2 separate regions of the Zea mays genome follow, and region 2 is linked to region 1. The links are chromatin contacts, called in public Hi-C maps. All regions are on one chromosome and are shown on one strand. Each heading gives the region's core, a stretch centred on a gene start, on an enhancer-like site or on the middle of the called end of the contact. The rest is flanking DNA. Distances are from core to core; before and after follow the strand shown.

Region 1 (6,533 bases), core at 1,536-4,035:
ATTGCATGCAAGTATCCTCTTTAAATACTACTCCCTTCATCCAAAAATATAATTCAAGAATCTCAGTGATACTTATCTACTATTGCGCATTGTGCAGGGGTAGGAGGTGGGCTTAGAGAGAGATGTAGTAGATGTTTTTCCTGTCATAAATGTAGACAAAAACACACATGTGGTGTAGCGGTAGCTATTGCTTGCATTGGCATGAGGGGTCACGGGTTTGAATCCCCTTGCAGCTATGTGTTTTTTAATTTTAATTAGACATGGGTTGTACGGGGAATGGGTTGTGCGGGAATGGAGGAATGGAAAAGGCAGAATAAGGAATAAGAATGACATAAGGAATAAGAATGACAGAACAGGGAATGTCAGGCTATCCTTATAACCTTAATAAGTAGTAGAGATTGAACTTCGGTATATTTACCTCTTCTATTTATTAATTGACCTTCGATGTATTTACCTCTTCTATTTACCTAATGTTAATGACATGTTTGGATCTCATAGACATCAACTAACCCCATTAATTGAGGGGTTTTTTGAGAGGTATTTAAGGAGTTAAGTGAAAAAAAAATCAAGAGATGAATTCTTCATGAGAGCCCATTTCATGATTTTTTATACACACTATCTCTTAGATGTATTGATGATCTAAGAGCTTAGGGCTATATCATGCCGTCTCTTGTACACGCCTTAGCCCTTAGGCCATAAGATAAAAATAGACCCAATGTTGGCCCATGTTTAGACCGAGATCCAAGGGCAGGCTCAATACCAATGGGAAAAGATGTACCTCCAGCTCCAGTCGAACACCCCCTTACCAAACCATGACATGCAAGTGAAGTGAGGAGTGACAAAGCTTCTCATGTACTATATCACAATGCTTATCTAGACAAATCAGAGTGTAATCATATAGATCAAGGTTGACTGCAAATTTCGACAAAATTCAGCTACAATCTATACAGGTTGGTTACTGATAGCAAATAAACAGAGATATTGTATTTAGCAATAGTCCACTAAACTATGCAGGGTGATCAATCATGTTCGCACAACGCCACAACAGATTCAGCCATTATACGTAAAGTGGAATAATGCCAGTTCAAGATGGTTAATTTGGCAACCAGGATCTCAATACAGGCATATGTAGTCTGCAACTGCGAACAAGACTTAGTTGCAAAAAAACCAAATATGACAAACAAAATTACTAGTAACATAGAAAAATCTGTTGGTATGCTCAGAACTAGTAGGACACAGATGTCGAATCCAGTTGCCTATTAACTTAGATGATGCCAATTTTGTTGGCCACATCAAGGGCATCGTAGTCGGGTGTCAGTTTCACATAAGCCTTCTTCTTCCCATCAGGCCTGCATGGACACATCAAGAATCACTCAGTTGCACAAAATAACAAATTATGCACAAAAAATAACACTGGAGCAAAGCGCTAACCTGATCAGGGTGTTGACCTTCTTTGCTTGAATGTCATACATCTTCTTGACCGCAGCCTTGATCTTTTTCTTGTCTGCCTTGAGGTCAACAATAAAGACCAGAGTGTTGTTATCTTCAATCTTCTTCATTGCAGATTCTGTGGTGAGGGGGTACTTGAGAATTTGGTACTGATCAAGCTTGTTTCTTCCAGTAGTGCTGATTCTTGGGTACTTCGGGTCCCTGGCCTTCTTCAGGGTCTTGGGCTGGTGAAATGTTACAGATGTGCGAATCTTCTTGGTCTTCTTCTTGCCTGCCCCAGACTTCACAGCCTTGGCCACCTTCAAGGCCTGGGCCTTGGCATCACCCTTCTTGGCAGGAGCGGCTAATCAAACAACAAAATAGTCAGGTCATGCATACTTACAGTAAGCCTATCAAATCAAATAGTTCATGAAGTTTAGCATGGTGATTACTGGTTATGCCCAACAATATACAGCCTACCAATAAATTGATATGATTGCATTAGAGATCCTAGCAGTATTCATGAGACAATATGGTAATTAGAGTCAGCCAATTATATACTCTCCCTTTTGGGACGACTCCCATGGGTCAAGGAACGAGTGCAAAGGACAGGTAGTGGTTATATCAGAGTGCTAAAAATGTACCAATTACCAATTAATACCTGATACAATTCAACAATGGCGACACACCTGCAAAGGAAGTAGGAACTACCTAACACTGAGCACTCAATTTACAGCAATTTAAAGGCTGGCACAGTGCATGTACTGATCAAGTGTGGCAAACATAGAAATAGATATGCAACATCAGGCATGTACCTTTAGGAGCCATTTGAGCTTCTCAAAACTCCCTCCTGAATTGCAAGTAGATAAAGACCATTATGTCAGGCGGATGAAGATGCAAAAAAGAAATAAAATCATGAGAACTGGAATGAAACACAGAAGGATCTTGTCGTGCAACATGAAAGCTACTTGTTAACAACAATTCTCAGTCTAGTGTTGACAGAGTTAGCACCAAAAACAGGATCCTAAAAGCACCATTACAAATTCTACTTCATGCCCAAACCAACCATAGCAAGAATATCAGAAACATTACAGTATCCCCACATATCATTACCCCAATAGAATATCAAAGAGACTCGTGGCATAACTCTCTCAAGATTAACAGCAAAAGCTATCAGTAAGAGCAGATGCAGGAAATCTACAAGGCAAAAGAGAGCCTGACGCACAAGCTACGCCTCGCGAGACAACTCCGACCGGCAAAACCGAACGAGAACAAGCATATACAGAGCAGATCCGAGCGCTTCCACGAACAGAACGGGCCGGCCAACGAATTAGACGGCCGGACGAAATGGGGTGAAACGAGAGCGGCGGCAGTGGGTGGCTTACCTTTCGTCTCCTCGCCGGTCTGTAGCGGACGTGAAGCGATGACGGCTGGGAGGAAACCCTAGCCCCGGGGCAGAGGTTTCATAGGATGCACGCTGGGTCGTGATATCATCGGCCGGATGGGCCGCGCATTGACCGGCCCATTTCATTTTGAAACGGGCCAAAGGTCGCATCGGTTCGGTTACGCCAATCTTCGGGTGCGAGCGTTCCCTGGGCATGTGTTTGATTGCAGGAAATACCATATCGGAATAAGATGATGATAAAATGGGTATCCAAATTATTAGCATAAATTTAATATTTTAATATAGATATATATGAAATTTGATGCTGATTTTTTCTTATGTTATTGAACATATTATTATAAATAAGAATAAAATTTTGTATAATTTGTTTTATGTATTATTTGCTCTCTAGAGAAAAAATGTCAAAAAATTATTCGTATCCGAATTTTATATCATTTGAAAATACATGATAAATTTGAGATTTACCTTGTCGTTTCATCGTGGTGAAGATCTAATGGCCAGAAATCCCCCATACACCTTCAGCCAAATAGATTTGCAAAAGAGACCTTAAAGTTTTAATAAATAAACCTGCCATCTATTTTCAGTAAGAAAACAAATAAAAATAAATCCAGAATTTTCAGATTGATCCCTTAAGGCTATTTTAGGTATAAAATAAATATTAAAAATTCCTAGAAAATTGTAAACTCTATAACTTTAGCATTTTAACTCCAATTTGACTCATTCCAGTTGTGTTAGCTTCGTAATAAAATTGTCTATACATTTACAAAAATATTTGTGACATGTCACATACTTTTGTAATTACATATTTATTTATCCTAGTATAGTAGAGTAATCTTTCTAATCAAAGTAATATGTCTAAAATTATAGTTTGACTAGAAGATGATCTCGAACCAAGATGTAACCTATATTAAAGTTGAATTAGTTAATTCTTTAATACCTTTCTCACATGATTTATAAAATCAAACATAAGACCTAGTTTTAATTAGTTAAATATGTAGGTCTCCCGAAAACTATATCCTTTTAATCGTAACTCTGAATTTAGTGATTCTCGAACCTACGGTCTCGTAGCATCACGTACAATATTCTTACGCATTATGTTTCCATGTATTGGTGTATTGTTACCATATCCATTATTTGTTTGATTGTATTGCTACCTAGAAGCGAGGTGACGAGGAATCTGGAGCCCAACTTTTGGGACAGCATCTGGACTACAAAGTTATCGCAAGTATAAGGCAAGTTGTGCCCTTAATCACTTTTGTTTACCTAATAATGTTCTTGTCAATCACTGTGACATGCTCAAGTTAACTTGATGCGACCCAATAGGTTACCCTAGTTTTGTTGGACCTTGCAAACAAATGAACTATGACCATGCTTTATTATTATTGTTGGCTCCATTATTGTTCATGATAAGTTTATTGTGTTAATAGGAAAATGGAGCGACCACCCGGGAAAACAGTGCTACCACAAGGGTGGAATGGGACGCCCTTGCCTGATTAATTAGGAAAGCTAGTGTGACTTGATACTTTTCTGAATGGGGAAAGTGGGGTGGAGGAGTGCAGGTATAGGGAGGTCCTCGAGTCGGATTGTCTGTAAAGCTTCTCGGACGATGGATTACTATATCGCCTTCGGTCCGAAATCCATAGCGGGTTCTCTCATCTAGTGGAACTTTGTAAAGGTCTCGTATTCGATCCCTAACCATTCACCTTGGGAGTGTCTAAGGGTCTTACAAACCCTGGCTATACGGAAAACCCATCTTGTGGGTAAAGATGTGCAACCTCTGCAGAGTGTAAAACCGGTATATCAGTCGTGCTCACGGTCATGAGCGGCTCGGACCCTCACATGAGTCATTTATGGAATTAAACTTAATCTATCATTTGCATTGTATTGTGGGTTGTTATTATTAATTTTGATCAATTATCTAATTAGGTTGGTATCTACTTATACTTAGTAACTGCCAATAAATTTTTGACCAACTTTAAAAGCAACGCTCAACCTTAATCATTCCTCTTGGTAAGCCTTACACTTCACATGAGCCCACATCTTAAGCGAGCTCATGCGCATTATTTTCCACAACTTGTTGAGCGATGAATGTATGTGAGCTCACTCTTGTTGTACTCACACCTAGGTCAAGAATAGGAACCACAAGATGAGGAGCATGAAGGATGCTGCGGTGAGTTCGTGAGAGGTCTAGGCCATTGTATGATGTATTTATTTAGCTATTTTGTACATAACCTCTACTATATAATAAAGATGTGACACTGTTGTCGGTGTTTGTTGTCCGACTGCACACCCAGGGTTACCCTCGTGGTGCTTTTGGATAGGACGACATCGCAGATTATGACTCGATGATTCGTGCTATAGCACAATGAGGGAAACACACAGGCTCAAGCAGGTTCGGGCCGCTTTGAGGGGCGTAATACCCTACTTACTGTGGTCGTTTTCTGTATTGGGGTGGGTTTACAAGCTGTTACTACAAGAATGGTGGGCTGTGGATGAGATGAAAACGGTAGGGGTGCCTCCTGGCCTTATATACACAACCAGAGAGAGCTTCCTCGCATAGGTGTAGATTACAACCTCCTTGCTTATCCCATAATTTTTAGCGAACAGTCTTCCTTTATCCTGGGGAAATCTGGCGCTCCTGCGCCCGAGTTATCGTTGGTGGTTCAGTATGTCGGGTGGGCAAAACAAACATGGCCCAACATATCCGAGCTCATGCAGCAGCTAACTCGGACGTGGGCCTCTTTTGCATCTGGATCGGCTTGCCTCTACTGGTTTCTTTTATCCGGCCCATAGCGGGACGCCTCAGGAGGGCGCCTGCTGTGTGGCCTCGGATGTATTTTCGTACTCGTGTGGACCCGGGGGATATCCATTACCCATAAGCCCCCGATCTTTAAATTGATTTGAAATAATTGATTCAAAGGTCTTCATTGCTCGCTTTTAAGTTTAGCTTTTTTTCCTGGGATTTCATGACTCTGTTAGGTGCACCCATTGGGTGTAGCCCCCGAGCTTTGAATTAATTTTGAAATAATCAACTCAAAGGTCTTCATTGCATGCTTTTGAGTTTAGCATTCTTCTCTAAAAGTTCATGTCTTAGTTGGGTGCACCGAAGGTGCACCCAATGGGTGTAGCCCCCGAGCTTTGAATTGATTTTGAAATAATCAACTCAAAGGTCTTCATTGCTTCGCTTTCAAAACGATTTTGGAGTAGCTCGGTGGTGACATATGTCCACACCCTGGTCGGTTTAGAGTCACTCCGATCGGACCCCCTCACGAATTAGAGCCCGACCGGTTGAACCTGAACCAGGGGAGCCTCGCTGGATGACACTCGGTCGAATACTTCAATGTTTCTGCTGATTGGACTTGTGCTTGCTAGAGTCTGGGCTTCCTTCAGTTTGACCAATCTCTCCCTTTGTCGTTGTGTATTCATTGTGTTTATGTTGCAGGTCGTGCCGCTTTAGAAAATCTAAAAAAATCGGATGGTACTGTAAGGAAAATGGACCCCAGGCCATTTGGCTAAATAAATTTTGGTGTTTGATGATCAACATAACCTATGAACTAATGTCTTTGCTAGTGTTTGTGCTTGTAGTTCACAAGATGCTAAAGTTACTTGGACCAAGACATTGAGGAAAGCAACACCTCAAAAGAAGACATTATGATGATCAAGTGAAGTCCAAGAAACAAAAGGAAGTGTTGCCTGCGGA
Region 2 (6,533 bases), core at 1,843-4,342, 270 kb before region 1:
GCATAGCCATAAAATACTCGTCGTAACTGAATTCATGTACAGACACAAGAATAGCCACAAATAAACACCAATCCAAACACCGAATTCTCATAGACCTACAAGGTCATAGCCAAACCCACAAGAAGCACTTTTTATGTTAAGTTCATATCTTTAATTGAGTTCTCACAATCACATCATAATATGTAGCTTTCCTCTACACAAGAAACAATTGCAATGGCTGCTGCCCCCCGGACCCCGGTGATAGGCACAAACATGCACAGCAAAAAGCACTATGTGCACATCATGCCTTACCTTATGCAAGTTGGTAGGGTGAAACCATGGCACACGAAGACTAGAACGACATATATTATTACCAGGAGGAGAAGTATCAATGCGGCCCTGCACAGAGATAGAATAAGATTATTGTGAGGCGAAAAGCTCAAACATCAGTGGAGGAAACATCATAGCATCATACCAGCCTAAGGCCCTGTTTGTTTCTTTATCAGATTATATAATCCAGCTTATGGATTATATAAACACCTATTGACCTACTTATGGATTATTATAATCTAGGCATCTAGATTATATAATCCACCTAATAATCTGTGTTGTTTGTTTACTTTTCAACTTATTTAAGCTGAATTATATAATCTGGAGGGTAAACAAATAGGGCCTTAGACTTGATTATGGCATCCAGCTTTCACATATAATAATTATATTCAAAAGTGTAAAGGTTGCTGCTTGGCACGACAAAAAAAAGAACAAATAGTTCCAATGCTTGAATGTCATGGAGTACATGGCTACATGCATCCCATACTGAAAGTTAAGAATTGATTAGAGTAGAGCTTACAGCAAACAACAGGCTCCAAAGTGTAAATCAAATTCTCGTGCAACCAGTGTATCCACTCTTTTTTTATCATCTGACATCTTATATCAACAATAAGTTTCTACCATTCTACAGTTTATAAACATCGCTTAATTTCTTCTGTTTGTGCAGAAGAAAAATTTATGTTCCCATCTTTGTTACTCATACTGCTACGTCAGAACCAAATATATTCAAATAATAAAAAACCACTGAGTACTGCCGTATATATAGTCACTATTCAAATAAAACAATATAATACCATTATCGATAAAGTTGCATTCAAATTTACTGCATTAAATCAAACTGGGCATTGTTTAGTAGATTATTTTTCAATAAAGTTGCATACTGAGTTGGGTAATAAGAAGCTAATTAACAATCATGGAAAGGGAAATAAGTCAGTACGAAGTTCATGAAACAAAAGCAAAATTAATAGTTCATGAGGCAAAAAGGAAGGAGATCAACATGCAAAACAAAATACGATAGCTAAGTGTTCTAAATTAGTCAATAAAGCAGAATATGCCATACGTGAGTTTGACATTTCTCCACCAAACAGTGTTTCTGAACCGCCGAGCTTGTCTCTTGAATCGAACTGTATTTCCTTGCATATTTGCAGTCTTGTCAACCAGCAGTTCCAAACGATCACCTCTTTCAAGAACCTTATCAATGTTATCAATCATAACACTACGGACCTGCGAGAAAATGATGAAGAGATAAATCCTTTTGTATTGTGAGACTCTTCCACTCCAATGTGCTAGATCAATGGAATTTTCTGTAATGGTTTGCTTTAAACAAGTATGTGAAAACTAGTTCCACAAAGGTTTCAGGCACTTCATTCATGAGCATTTCCACTTCTAGCTTATAAGATCGGAGGTCACAGCATACATCCAACGTTAGTTTTCAGAATATATAAGTTCTTCAACATAGGATAGTCTTCATATATGAAACAACTGAAAAATGGGTGCATTACCTGATTGATTTCACCTCTCATGCGGTTTATTCTATCTGCACTAGGGTCATTTGAATAGTAATCCATTTGCTGGCTCAAGACCCTTGAGAATTCATCATTCATTGCATATGCAAGAGCGGTTAGCGCAGCCCGGCCATATGTCTTGACAAACCTTCCATGAATATCCTCCAAAAATGCGAAGGGAATCCGTCCTGTGGCATGAGAAGAAAAAAACATTGATAAGCTCATGGTTGTGCATTTCGCAACAGACATATTTGCGGGGCAATGAGGACTCAGATGATTCTAGACGATGATGTGAAGATGTGGCTAGTATAGCAAACAGTCACTGTAAATATTATACTGCAAGGCTAAAAGTCAGCAGGATAAGATGATACTCAGAAACAAGTAGACCAATTTTGCTCTTGATTGTACCAACAAAGAAGTACAGTTCATCTTAAACCTACTACGAGCTAACAGACAGTGTTAGAGGTTGAGAATTAGTAGACAGATTGTTATGTATGCAGCAATGAGCAAGTTTGATCCCGAAGTCAACAGCTGGAAAACCGGAGCTGCTCAACGTATGGCCCCAGAGCCCATCAACCCTTAGACGCCATTTGGCTCTGGCTACACTGGAATCCAATCGCATCTCGTCGGTTTGTCCTGATCTACCCATCCCCTAAGGTCAGCAGTCAGACTGCTAGTAAAGTAGTAACAGACCAGATGGACGCGTGACGACAAAACCCAGAATGAGGCCCGGATCTCCGCTACTCCGCCGGCCTATCGCGCCGGACCACGTAATCCCATAGCACCACAAACCCGGAGGCGTCCCAATCGAGCTCGGAACCCCCACGCGAGTGCGATCGTACCGGAAAGGGAGGGAGAGCCGGAGAGGACGGACATGACTAGCAAAGCGCTTACTTCCGGCGGCGTCGTCGGCCATGCAGAGCGCGGTGATGCCGTCGGTGCGCTTGGCGTGGAAGACGTAGCGGTCCTGCGTGTAGGAGACGTGGCTGTCGGCGCCGCCGTCGGGGAGGCGCTCGAGGACCTGGCGCGCGATGGCGCCCGCGTTGGTGGCTGCCGCGCTGTGCTCCGCCAGCACCACCGTGCCGCGCGCCACCAGCGCGTACAGGATTGCCATCTCGCCTGTTCCCTTGGAGCCGATCCCCTCCCCTCCTCTCCCCCGGCGGCGGCGTCTGCCGTGTGGACTAGGAGAGGACGGAGAAAAGGGGAGAGGTTTGGGCTCGGTTGGGCCAAGATGGAGACGGAGGAGGAAGGACACGCCCGAGCTGGTTGCCTGCCACTGCCAGCCTATTGTGTGGGGGAGTTGGGACGAGACGGGAGGCTTGTTTAATTGGCGGTGGGGCCTGGCCGGCGCGTGCAGGTACAGGTGTGAAGCGCTGTCGTGTTTGGTCGCGGCGTGGGTGGGTTGCGTTGGTTTTGGTTGGCTGGCCGGTTGGGCTGAGGCTCTCTGATGACGCGAGCGGCCCGTTGCTTCCAGAACGGAGGCGGAGCCCGGCTCAGGCTCACCTCATTCCACGGTTGGATCCTGGGCTCCCCGCCTCTCGGTTGGTACTTTGGACTGACCGTTTTTTGCCGTTTCTGAGGCAGCGCATCCACGTCCGTTGCCACGATATTTATTAAGTCTATCTTCAGCAGATTTCCTATCTAATCACTTATCTTCTATTTTAAACTTCACTTTGCAAACAGTGTCATCTACAGTTCCGTATCCCCTCTTTTACGTGAACCACTGGAGACAGTCTAACGTAACAAAATCTCGAACAGTGTTTCCTATACACCTCATGAGTGGCCCCGTTTGGTTTGAGTAATTGTTGGCATCGATCTAGGCGCTAATCACTGCGATGAGAATCGGCGGTGGTGCTCTCTGCGGAATCGTGGACGGTCCACGACCAAGGGCAGGATAGTCCGCGACCTAGCACAGAGGCTAGGGTTTCTATCTTACAAGCCCGACGGTCCGCGCCTGGTGGCCCGATGGTCCGCGTGTGCATAGAGGAGACGGAATTCGCCAACAGTACCTAGATCTCGCTCCCGGAAGAGACCCTGACGGAGAAGAGAGATCCTAGGGTTTGTCTTGGGTGGCAGACCACTTAAGACCCCTCTAAACGACGTAGAGTCGGAGAGAGGTGAAGATTACAGGAAGGAAACTATGTTACTGTATACTCCTAGTGCAGAATGTAAAGAACAGAAGATAATTTGATTGTTTGAACAATTGTTGGTTCCTCAATCGGTCGTACACTTTCAAATATATAATGGGGTCTAAACTCGTTCCTAGGCGTCCTCCAATAGCTCCCGTGAGATTAGAGGGATAGACACGCGAGGAGATAGGACTTTAATCGCCTGATCTGATCTATTCACGAACCATTCGCGCCTATGGGTGAACCGTATGCCCATGCTCAGTGCCACAAATGGTGCTCAACGCATGCCCCTGTCTTTTGGAGAAGCTAAGCGAACCAAAAGCACTAGTGCAGGCTGGAATCAACTTGATGCGATCACATCGGTTTTCTTAGGCATCTTGCCATGTACTAGAATGATATTAGTTTAGGAAACGCACGTTTAGTGCCTCAGGCAAGTCCTCGCCTTGTAATGTTTGCAACATGTAGGTGTTACCAAATATTACCTGTGTCATCTTGTAAGGACTTTCCCAGTTTGGCGACCATTTCCCGAACATCCGGTCCCTGCTCCTCAGTGCCAAGATGGTCTTCCATACCAGGTCTATGAATCATCTAGGCCCCTTAGTGATGTTTTGGTAATTAATTACAATCATTTGTGGACTAACAATTCTTGGAGAAATAAGAATGCAGATTGGACCATAGAGGAAAGTATGTCTTGGAGACCTAAAGCATTAGTTGTGGATCAAGTGAAGGCAAAAGTATAACATAGGTTTTACTTTTTTCCGCTCACCAGATGTTTTAGAGAAGAAATTGACCGGATTAGTAGACTAGATAATTGTATTATAAAGAGGAGACAATGACTTTGGTGTTTGGTCTGTGTAAAACTTACTGCCTTATAGAGCACTAGTAGTTGTATTTGCATGAGGACTAACAACGCTTCCGATTTCAAGAGTTAAAATCTTTTCAAAAGCGTGTTTGGGAAGTGGTAATATTCTGTGGTCGGCGGACCGTCTGGACCAGGAGGTCGGACCGTCTGGACCAGGAGGTCGGACCGTCCGCGTCCCACTCAAAGAGGTCCAAAGAATGTTCTTGCTACAGGGGTATGAAATATTTGTACCATGAACCGTCCAGGCCTTGGGGCCGCACCGTCCGCAATCTTGACCGGTCGGAGTCAGCGCACCGTTCGCAGGTGCCAAAACAGGTTTGGTCAGGTCCTGTGTATTTTTAGTCAATTGTACTACGGTCTATCCGGTGTGTAAGCCTGGGCAGTACTGACCACTGGTGGCGGACCGTCTGACCTTGGAGGACGGATAGTCCACCCATGTAATTCAATTTGGTCAATGCTCGGGCGCTTTAAGTTGCCAGGACTCGGACCGTCCGGCCAGAGTTGACAGACCGTTTGGACCTGCTTTTTCTAACAAGCTCTGACACGTTTCAAATGGTAAATATAGTCGTTACTGGTGTGGCGGATCGCCCGGCCATAAGGCACGAATCGTCAGCGTGCATGCAGAATGTGTGCTGCTTGCACATAACGACTAGAAAAGAGCGGAGGACTATAAATAGAAGTGGAGCTCGTGTGTGAGACTCTCTTGGCTATTCCCAGCATACATTAAGCTCATTTGTGATCCTCTAACTCATTCTCTCACACTTTTGCTTGGGATTGCATTCTAGTGAAAGATTGAAAGCTTTGAGTGTATTTGCATCATTTGGTGACCCTTGAGGCACTAGGTGATACATCGAGCAAGCATCATCGGCTTGTTACTCTTAGAGGTTGCTGCCTCCTTGACAGATCGGGTGTTGTCTTCGTCGAGCTCTCTGTGAATATGGAGATTGTCATAAACATGATTTGGTGCATATGGAAAAACATGAATGGATGGATATTTGAAAAGATACCAAGAACAACGACCACCTGTAAAGACATGTTTGTTATAGAGATGCTACTAATTTTCCATAGAGTGAAGCCTCAGACAGCTGATAGAATTAGAACATAGTTGCATAGGTCTTTTTGTAACCCCCTCTTTAATCTCTTCATGTATCATTGTACATAAACTTTTTAAAATACAAAGTATTGTAGGTCCTCCCTACACAGTAATTGCCTAAAAAACTTCTGTCAATCAAATGAGCTAAAACCCCCAAAGAACACACTTGGTAGTTGTAAAACCTCAAAATTTAAAGTTGGAAGTATTCAATGGATCTATTCGTTCTTTGATCATCCTGCCCACATGCCATTATCCCGAAGGTCATCAACTTGTTCCACAACAGGAATCTTTAACTTCATGAGTACTATTTGAGGTCATAAGTAAGTTCCCTCTGATCTTTGCTCCACTTAAATCTAATGGTGCTAATAAGTATAGCAACTAACATTTCTCATACCCACCCAGGAAACACTCCACAAGAAGCAACAGACAGGCACAATCTACGTAGGCCGATGGCAATATTTGCGGAACTAACAACATCCAGGGCCCGATTTGGGTATGGGGCCCACCAGGGCGGCGGCCCCATGCCCCAAATTTTAATGGGCCCCTTACCATATATGTCTTATATAGATATCTTTAAGCCTATTAAAAACCTAAAAACTGAATCGCCTAAGAACTCATCGTCCACTCATTTGTTG

The links. Hi-C and Micro-C count contacts between places; a contact is called where the count stands out from the background.
Region 2: a Hi-C map of leaf shows a contact between it and region 1, with 4 times the contacts expected there. The contact joins the promoter of LOC100193419 here to the promoter of LOC100280771 in region 1. A contact is called at or near these places in 2 of 25 Hi-C or Micro-C datasets (bundle sheath and leaf).

What each region holds. Positions count from the first base shown.
Region 1 is chr6:133,974,850-133,981,382 of Zm-B73-REFERENCE-NAM-5.0, forward strand. It overlaps LOC100280771 (60S ribosomal protein L23a), which reads right to left and starts at 2,786. Exons shown (of 4, transcript NM_001153693.2): 1 at 2,654-2,786; 2 at 2,244-2,278; 3 at 1,432-1,792; 4 at 1,058-1,349. The coding sequence starts at 2,256. The coding sequence ends at 1,265.
Region 2 is chr6:133,700,968-133,707,500 of Zm-B73-REFERENCE-NAM-5.0, forward strand. It overlaps LOC100193419, which reads right to left and starts at 3,093. Exons shown (of 4, transcript NM_001367027.1): 1 at 2,709-3,093; 2 at 1,812-2,002; 3 at 1,370-1,533; 4 at 1-378. The coding sequence starts at 2,928. The coding sequence ends at 288. LOC111589534 reads right to left here. Exons shown (of 2, transcript XM_023300372.2): 2 at 5,478-5,734. The coding sequence ends at 5,684.